2 separate regions of the Zea mays genome follow, and region 2 is linked to region 1. The links are chromatin contacts, called in public Hi-C maps. All regions are on one chromosome and are shown on one strand. Each heading gives the region's core, a stretch centred on a gene start, on an enhancer-like site or on the middle of the called end of the contact. The rest is flanking DNA. Distances are from core to core; before and after follow the strand shown. Region 1 holds the start of LOC100500978. Region 2 holds the start of LOC100281844 (formiminotransferase-like).

The links. Hi-C and Micro-C count contacts between places; a contact is called where the count stands out from the background.
Region 2: a contact with region 1 is called in a Hi-C map of leaf, with 6 times the contacts expected there. The contact joins the promoter of LOC100281844 here to the promoter of LOC100500978 in region 1. A contact is called at or near these places in 3 of 25 Hi-C or Micro-C datasets (ear, leaf and tassel).

The regions. Positions count from the first base shown.
Region 1 is chr9:27,253,153-27,256,994 of Zm-B73-REFERENCE-NAM-5.0, forward strand. LOC100500978 reads right to left here and starts at 1,702. Exons shown (of 2, transcript NM_001328382.1): 1 at 1,437-1,702. The coding sequence starts at 1,535.
Region 2 is chr9:27,531,487-27,535,603 of Zm-B73-REFERENCE-NAM-5.0, forward strand. It overlaps LOC100281844 (formiminotransferase-like), which reads left to right and starts at 1,986. Exons shown (of 2, transcript NM_001154764.2): 1 at 1,986-2,673; 2 at 2,810-3,416. The coding sequence starts at 2,280. The coding sequence ends at 3,321. LOC100283838 (DAG protein) reads right to left here. Exons shown (of 4, transcript NM_001156736.1): 4 at 3,450-3,875. The coding sequence ends at 3,733.

The DNA of each region.
Region 1 (3,842 bases), core at 452-2,951:
CCCTAGCTCCAATTTCCTCCTTTCTACATCCGCACGATCTGCTCATGCACCGTACTCCACCATCTTGTCTACCTCATCCACCACATCAGCACCATGCAAGTTGCTGTGTTTGCCATCATACTATCATAGTACAGAGGCATCCTGCACGTCATCCTGTGCTATCTCACCCACACCATCGTCGCCGCTATCAAAGAGGACACCATCAGTCCTGTCAGCTATATCTGTAACCTTTTGGTGAAACAATGAGATGATGATCTGAAGATTGATTAATCAGTAAACTCTGGCATGCCATTTCCTTTGCAAGCAAAAGAAATATTTTAAATGAAAGAAATGATATATTGTACTATATTCGGCCACTCGGGTTCATTTAATCAATTGCTTTAGCTTGCGGGGTGACTTTCCATAAGTAAAACTGATTCAGATGAACATACTTTTCCTAACTCTAGGAAAACATTCTTCGGAATCTGATAAGTTAGCCAACATGAGTTTTGTGTAATTTGCAAGGAAAAGAAATGGCTACTTAAGTTACAGAATAATTTGCAAAGGAAAGGAATGGCTGGTTTATTTCTCATGATTCCAAAACATGAGTTAAATGATTTTTTGTACCTGGACAGTAGTTCAGAAGCATGTAATGGTAATGTCACAGGCATGTGCAGGGTTAATTTGAATTTCTAGAAGAACAAGCATGTAATGGTAATCTCGATTTATTCAGTACTTTTTCCAGTTTGTTTGTTCTAGCGAATTTAACCTTATCTGAAGTGTATATGCACTCTGTTCGAAATGCATATCTATTAACTCTTTCCAGTTTTTTCTGCTACCTTTTGGTGTCAGTGAACTAAATAAGAAAGATATTGTAGTTGTCAGCTGTGGGGTCAGCAAAAAAAACATGGTACTGGGAAGTAGTAACAAATAAAATTGCATCAGCTAATGTCTTTGAAACTACAAACAGATTGTTCATTGGTGGCAGATTAAACGCCTTCTGTCCTAAGACATGATTCTTCATTGATGCCAAATTAAATGCCTTCTGTCTTAACCAATTGCTCTTAATAAGAAGAAACAAAAGCTGAATGAAATCCTTAAAATTATGTGGTACCTTATTAGGTTGTCAAATCCCCTATTGGCTATCCAGTAACAAAAAAATCTATTACAGTTTTGACCCGACCCACATGGCTATGTCAAACCGAAAATTACATAGCACCCGCTTGAAATCAGTCTTGCTAATCACATAAGTAACCATATAAATATGCCCCTGTGGACAACAAACTGCGACTCACCAAAAAAATCTGCCCCCAAATCTAGGGTTCGTAATGATCGCGGGCGGCAGACCAATCCCCCACGGATGTATCAACCAGATCCACGCTAAATACCATCAATCTACCGCCGGAGCAGGCGAAACAAGCGGGGGGGGGGGGGGGGGGGGGGGCTGAGGGAAGTACCTTGCCGCCCAAGAGGAAGATACCGGCGAGGCCGGCGGTGGCGACGCCGCCCCAAATGACGACTGTGGACGAGAGCAGCGACCAGTTGCGGTAGATCATTTTCGCCTTCCTCGGGTTCCTCTCCCGTCCCTTGCTTCGCAAATCGCTACGGCGGTCCTCGTCGATGCAGCTGGAGTGCTGGAGGACGGATGTGGACGGAGATGAGACCGAAATGTTTTTATTTTAGACCATTTTTGTTAAAAAAACCACGTTTAGACCTAGACGATTTAATATCGTTTTTTTTACCCTTTGTGCAATGCTATAGCCCGTGACGTCGAGTTAACTGCGGCGCTGGCGAGTGAGGGCTGACGTGGCCCCTAGATCTGGGGTTGAGCTAGACAATACATGTCATCGTCCTTCTCTTCTATGCACCTATTTCCATTCCTATCGCGTTATCCCGGCTTGTCCCTCACCGCGGCCTCTAGTCGCCTCCACCCTTCCTCCTCCGCGCGCGTCGCCACCCGAACACCACCGCCTCGGCCCGTCCCTCGTCGCTGCCCCAAGCCACATCCGCCCTTCCTCATCTCGTGCGTATCACCACCTGTCCGTCACCGCCCCGAGGCGCCTCCTCGGGCATCGTTCGTCCTCCGTCGCGGCCACACGACGTCGGTGGACACCGCCGCGCCCCTATGGTACGTGCTCCACCTCCTCTGTCTCGTCCAATATAATTAGTACATTGTTTAGCATATGGTTAGTATTTCTGTGTTGCTAGCATATGTTTAGCATGTTGTTTAGCACATTGTTTAGTATATGGAGGAAATTTAGTGAGTATATAGTTAGTATATGGTTAGCATATTGTTTAGCTAACCATATAATTAGTGATTATATAGTTAATACATTGCTAGTATATGTTTAGCGTATGGTTAGTATATTGGATGAAGGAAAGTTAGTGAGTATATAGTTAGCATATGTTTAGCATATTGTTTAGCACATTGTTTAGCATATGGTTAGCATATTGTTTAGTATGTAGCTAACGTGTAGTTTTCTGTGTTGGTTAGTGTGCATGGCACTCATCGTGATGTTGTTTCTTTGCAGGTTTTAGAAATCTCCCCGTATAGGGGAGGTGCTGCCGAATTTTTTACTGATAGTACTATATTTTTTGTACATAGGAATCCGTCTGACTCAACCTTCGCCACCGGTAACTTGACTCATTCGTGATCTCAAATATACCTTGTTTCGTACATTATTCGTAGGTTATGTAATTCTGCTTGTTGTGGTCATTTAATAGTTAGTACATAGCTATTAGTTAGTAAATAGCTATTACTTATTTATTACTTAATAAGTATTTAGGCATTAGTAGATTAGTAGATGGGGACAGTAATTAGTTAGATATTAGTTGATAGTGTTAGTGAGGTACCATCTTTAATGGATGTCTCAGGTTCTAGCACCTCAGGTTCGAGGAACGTCTACCTGTGAGGTCCCGCGAGTCTTCCTCATCGTCCCATACTTCGAGACAGACGGTCGCTGATTCGGCCAGATGGAGAGAGGCATGTAACTTTATGTTCTCCCTACTTGTTTTATATTATGTGTTTAAATTAATAATATAAACTAATACTTTTTATTTATCAGTTGGACCGGTTTTGGAAGGTTGTGGAGAATGTAGGGGGTCACGACCGCAACCCCAGTGGCATCCTCGACCTTCTGTGCAGGGAACACTTTCCTGGACTGGTTAAGTACGCCAGAGTGATGGGCCCAGCCTGCACCTTCGACCACTACGTCGTTGCCCCCGATGCAGTAGACCAGGACGGTAGGGAATTCAACAACAAGGCGGAGCGGGTGAATCAAGAGCTATGGGCAAGTCTTACTATAATGTAAAATATGTCGCATTCGTTGCACATTTTTGAAATAATGTATGAATACATCGTCTTTGTATGTAGGATTTCTTCATATGCGAGGCTGGATACGAGGCTAGGGCGGATGTGGTGGCCACCACGAGCTATAAGAGCTCGTCGTTGATATACACTACGAGGCATGAATACAGGCCATCGTCAGCTACCACGGCTCCACCCTTAGGGAGAAGGTGACTAAGCAGGAAGCCCGAACTATGTCGTTGACCAGGGACCAGTACTTGCAGGTAAATACAACACTTTAATATCCGTGATAAAAATTTTCCTTAATTTTATCTTCTGATATGCAATTCACCTGTTTACTTTGTAGATGATTCCTTATTGGTGCACTGCGCATCATCAGTGCTGGGAGCAGATGGTGGATAGGTGGTGCTCGCCTGAGTGGGACAAGGCGCAGAACGCTAGCCGGGAATGGCGTCTGATGATGCAAGGTCCCTCCCACCACCAAGGCAGCCGCAGCCTCGGCAAATATGCAGAAGCATGGGTACACCCTCTTTTTTATTTAGCTATATAACACAGG
Region 2 (4,117 bases), core at 736-3,235, 280 kb after region 1:
TTTTTCCCTCCCTTGTCACCCAAACCAAACTCGTTCGGTTGTAAATCAACAAAAGATCTCTTTCTCAAACTAGCTTCTTCCTCATTCCATCCTTCAGTTTCCACCTTTTCCACCTTAAAATAAATGTCATATAAGAGATGTTTGACTCCTATCTCAATGACAGGTGGAATCCTCGCGATGCTCTTCACATGCACTTTAAATCTAACCATGTCATTAGATTTCAGAGAGGCCAGATCCACTTCTTCCACAGCTCCTAAAACCGATCCCATCTCACATATGGCTTGATAGTTCAACAATTCTTCAGGCACATTTTCGGCCTTAATCCAAACTGAGTGTAATCTGGATTTAGCCATAGCCTGTGAAGTCCACGCAGTTACTACAATCTTGACCCCTGAAATCTTCATCTTCAACTCAGTAAAGTTGGTCAGTTCATCAAGCCTGTCCTGTGATGGGAATTGCATCAGGAAACCAAGATGACACTTAGCTGCTTTCCAGGGGCGTCCCCATGGGAAATGGAAGCTAAAATCCCTCTCCAGATCACCAGCAGACACCATACCCTCCACAATTTTGATTAATCCCAGCAGACTCCTCTTTGGTTTTTTGGAAATGTTCTTTCCAAACTGAGAAGAGTAAAACCCCAAACCATCTGCTGCCATTCCCACTAATGGCATAATAGGTTTGTTCAGTCTTGGCCACACACATTACGCAGTTACATTGGTCTCTTTCATGCAGATATCACACCACAAAGCCCTAGAACAATCTCTGGCATGATGACCTTCATCTCCACATTTTTGGCAAAAACAGGGGACAGCTTCCCTCTACCTCCAGCATCCCAGGGAGAGTCGGGGAATTAGGGTTACCTGGGGTATTCCTGTCACCAGATGATGATCCGATCACCTCTCCCTTAGATTTCAAATGTGGGGGTCGAAGTCGCCAACTCATATTGCGGTGTCTCCCCCCAAGCATTGGGTGGGTTCCTCGCCTCCTTAGGCCTTGTTCGTTTTCGTCGGATTACACCCGGAATCGTTCCAGCTAATCAAAGTTTATATAAATTAGAGAAGCAATCCGGTCCGGAATCGTTCCGACCCACCAATCCAGCAGAAACGAACAAGGCCTTAGAGTTCCACCGATCCCACTGTGTGGGTTTCAGCTTGGGCTCCATCTTCTCTGCAGTTTCACCAGCGAGCTCACCCCCTCCCCCTCCTGGCTGAGGACCAAAGTCGGGCGGGAGGAGTGGGATGGATCGCCACCCCCAGAGAAGCTCTCCCGCTTGTGGGTAGGCAGCGCCCACAGCGAAGCAAGAAGGGCGTACAACTGTTTTGGGGAACGAGCACCAATAAGATCAGGTGGAAACCCTACCTCGTTCGTCTTGTTGCCGGCCTTCTGGGCTGTAATCCACCCCTGGAGATGGAGCCCGAGCCGAGACTCCTTGGCAGCCCCTTCCCTAGGTTATCCGCTTTCACAGCCCAACCATGCTCTTCAGGTTTCCACGTACCAGGCCGACCCGCTTCTCTATTCCACCGGTTTTCCCCTGCCTTGCTCTTTTGCAGATTTGTCCAGGGAGATTGAGAATCTCTGCACGCCGGCTTCTGGGCTATGCGTGCGTGGGATGTGCTCAGCCGTAACGACCCGTCTCGAAATGTACCCGAGAGCCCCTGCAAGCCAGGTGGAGGAAGAGGTGGCGGGGGAGGGAGGGGCGCGGGAAGGAGGGGCGTCGGGGGAGAGAGGGGCGCAGGCAACATCAGCTGACCTGGTGTGTGCTCGTCACCGGCGAGTGGCGAAGGTCCCGGCGAAGCCCTCGGCACGTGGCGCGGGGTGGGGGTGGCGGTCGCCAGACGTCGCGCTGACCTGACGGTGTCCCCCGGGGATTGACCTCATATGTCCCTCCGTCTTTTTTTAAAAAAATTGATTATATCCCTTCTCCATGTAAAGATAGTCTACAATCGAATTTTACACCTGCACGGCATCCACTGGTTCGTAACGTTCGACGCAGTGTCTCTTCTATTAACCTGCGAGCACGCGTGGCGCCGGCGAGGCCACACGCAGCCCACCAGTAAGCCGCCACCGCCATGCGGCTCCCCTCCGGCGCACGCCTCGCGCTCCTGCTCGTCCGCCGCTCCCTCTCCTCCGCGTCCTCCTCCGCCGCCGCCCCCGCATCCCGCCTCTCGCGCGCGCACAGAGGTGAGCCCCGACAGACCCCACCCCACTAGGTCCTCGATTCTCCCGGTTCCTCGGGCGGGCCTCGCCTGGTCGCCCCGTGTTCCTCGGGCGCGCAAGCGATGATGCTGAGGCCGCCCGCGTTAGCGTGCTGCAAACTCTACATCTCCGAGGCCCGCAACTCGGGGGCGTTGCGTGCCATCGAGCACGCGGCGGCGGCGCTCCGCCCGTTGGCCGTGCTCGTCAACACCTTCGCCGACGACGCCTACAACCGGGTCGGGTACACGCTCGTGTCCCCCCTCGCGGGCGGCGCCGCCTCGCCGCCGCTGCGCTGCGCGGCGTTCCGCGTGGTCGCGGCCGCGATCGAGGCCGTCGACCTGGACGCCCACGCCGGCGCGCACCCGCGCCTCGGCGTCGTCGACCACATCGCCTTCCACCCTCTGGCCAGCGCCCGCCTCGAGGACGTCACCGCGCTCGCCAGGGCCGTGGCGGCGGACATCGGAGACAGGCTTCAAGGTCCGTTACCATTCATCCCTCCCAGACGCGAATTTACTGGAACCGGTAATTTTTTATAAAAAAATGATAATTAGAGTCTGATCTGATGGATTTGGCCTTGGTGCTCATCGTGCATCCCAACGTACGTACGTAGCAGTGCCGACGTACCTGTACGGCGCAGCTCACAGAGACGGCAGGACGCTGGCGTCCATCAGGAGGCAGCTGGGCTACTTCACGCCGACCTCCCCCGGCGGCGAGCAGTGGCACGGCGCGCCGGACTCGCTGCTGCCGGTGGCCCCGGACGCCGGGCCCCGGACGTCGTCCGCGTCCAATGGCGTGGTGGTGGTGGGCGCCACGCCGTGGGTGGACAACTACAACGTGCCCCTGGCCACGGCCGACGTCAGCGTCGCGAGGCGCATCGCGCGCGCGGTCAGCGAGCGCGGCGGCGGGCTCGCGTGCGTGCAGGCCATGGGGCTCGCGCACGGCGACGGCGCCACCGAGGTCGCCTGCAACCTACTTCACCCGGACGCGGTGGGCGCCGACCAGGTGCAGGAGAGGGTGAGCCGGCTCGCCGCCGGCCTCGGGGTCGGCGTCGGCCAGGGGTACTTCACCGACTTCTCGCGGGAGAAGGTCGTCGAGCTGTACTTGCAGGCCGCTCAAGCTGCCTGAGGCTTCTCGGCAGTGATAGATTGTTTATTGTTCAGAAAGCAGGGTAATGGAATAATCTACTACTGTGTATCTAGGAATCCAGCAGTTGTCAGCCATGGCACAAAAAAAAAAGTTGAGCTGCGAACAGTATGCAACCATCTCAATCTGGTATTCATAGCAATTATATATTGCCACAAAGAAAAAAGACTAGAGATTATACTACGTTGCAAGCCAGGTCCTTCCAAATCTCCAAGTAGCTGTAATTACAGAATACAATACGTCCAAGCTGAGCACATAGAAACGATACTCTAGACTGCAGGTAAAGTGAGATTGCCAATTTAATACAGGTGATACTAGGTGATCCTTGAATTCCAGAGCTGAAACCACCTGGGACTTGTTGCTGTGGTCTTTTTTATGATTTTATCGCACAGTTCATCGCTGGTTCTCCCTCCTGCGTGCGTAGCGGGTTCTGTCATTGTACCTCGGCCTGTCTGCTGCCCTCTGCGGCACGGGCTCCACCCTCCTCTGCCTCTCGGGAGTCCTCTGAACAATCTCACCGTTGACGAAGAGTTCAGCTGCCAGACAAAGGTGATGAGGGGCATTAGCACTTTTTTCCCCAAAATAAAGCAATTGTTCATAGTAACAGTTGTTTCATTTCATCCACGCTGATCTGTGTCCCCCCTTTCAAAGAGGTGCAGAACCGTTAAGAGAGGCCGATGTTGTTAGTCCATTGGCATTCAAAAGCAAGACATTGCCAGGATGATGTGGTTAATAACCGTAACAGACAGAACTACCGATGACAAACAGATAAATGCAT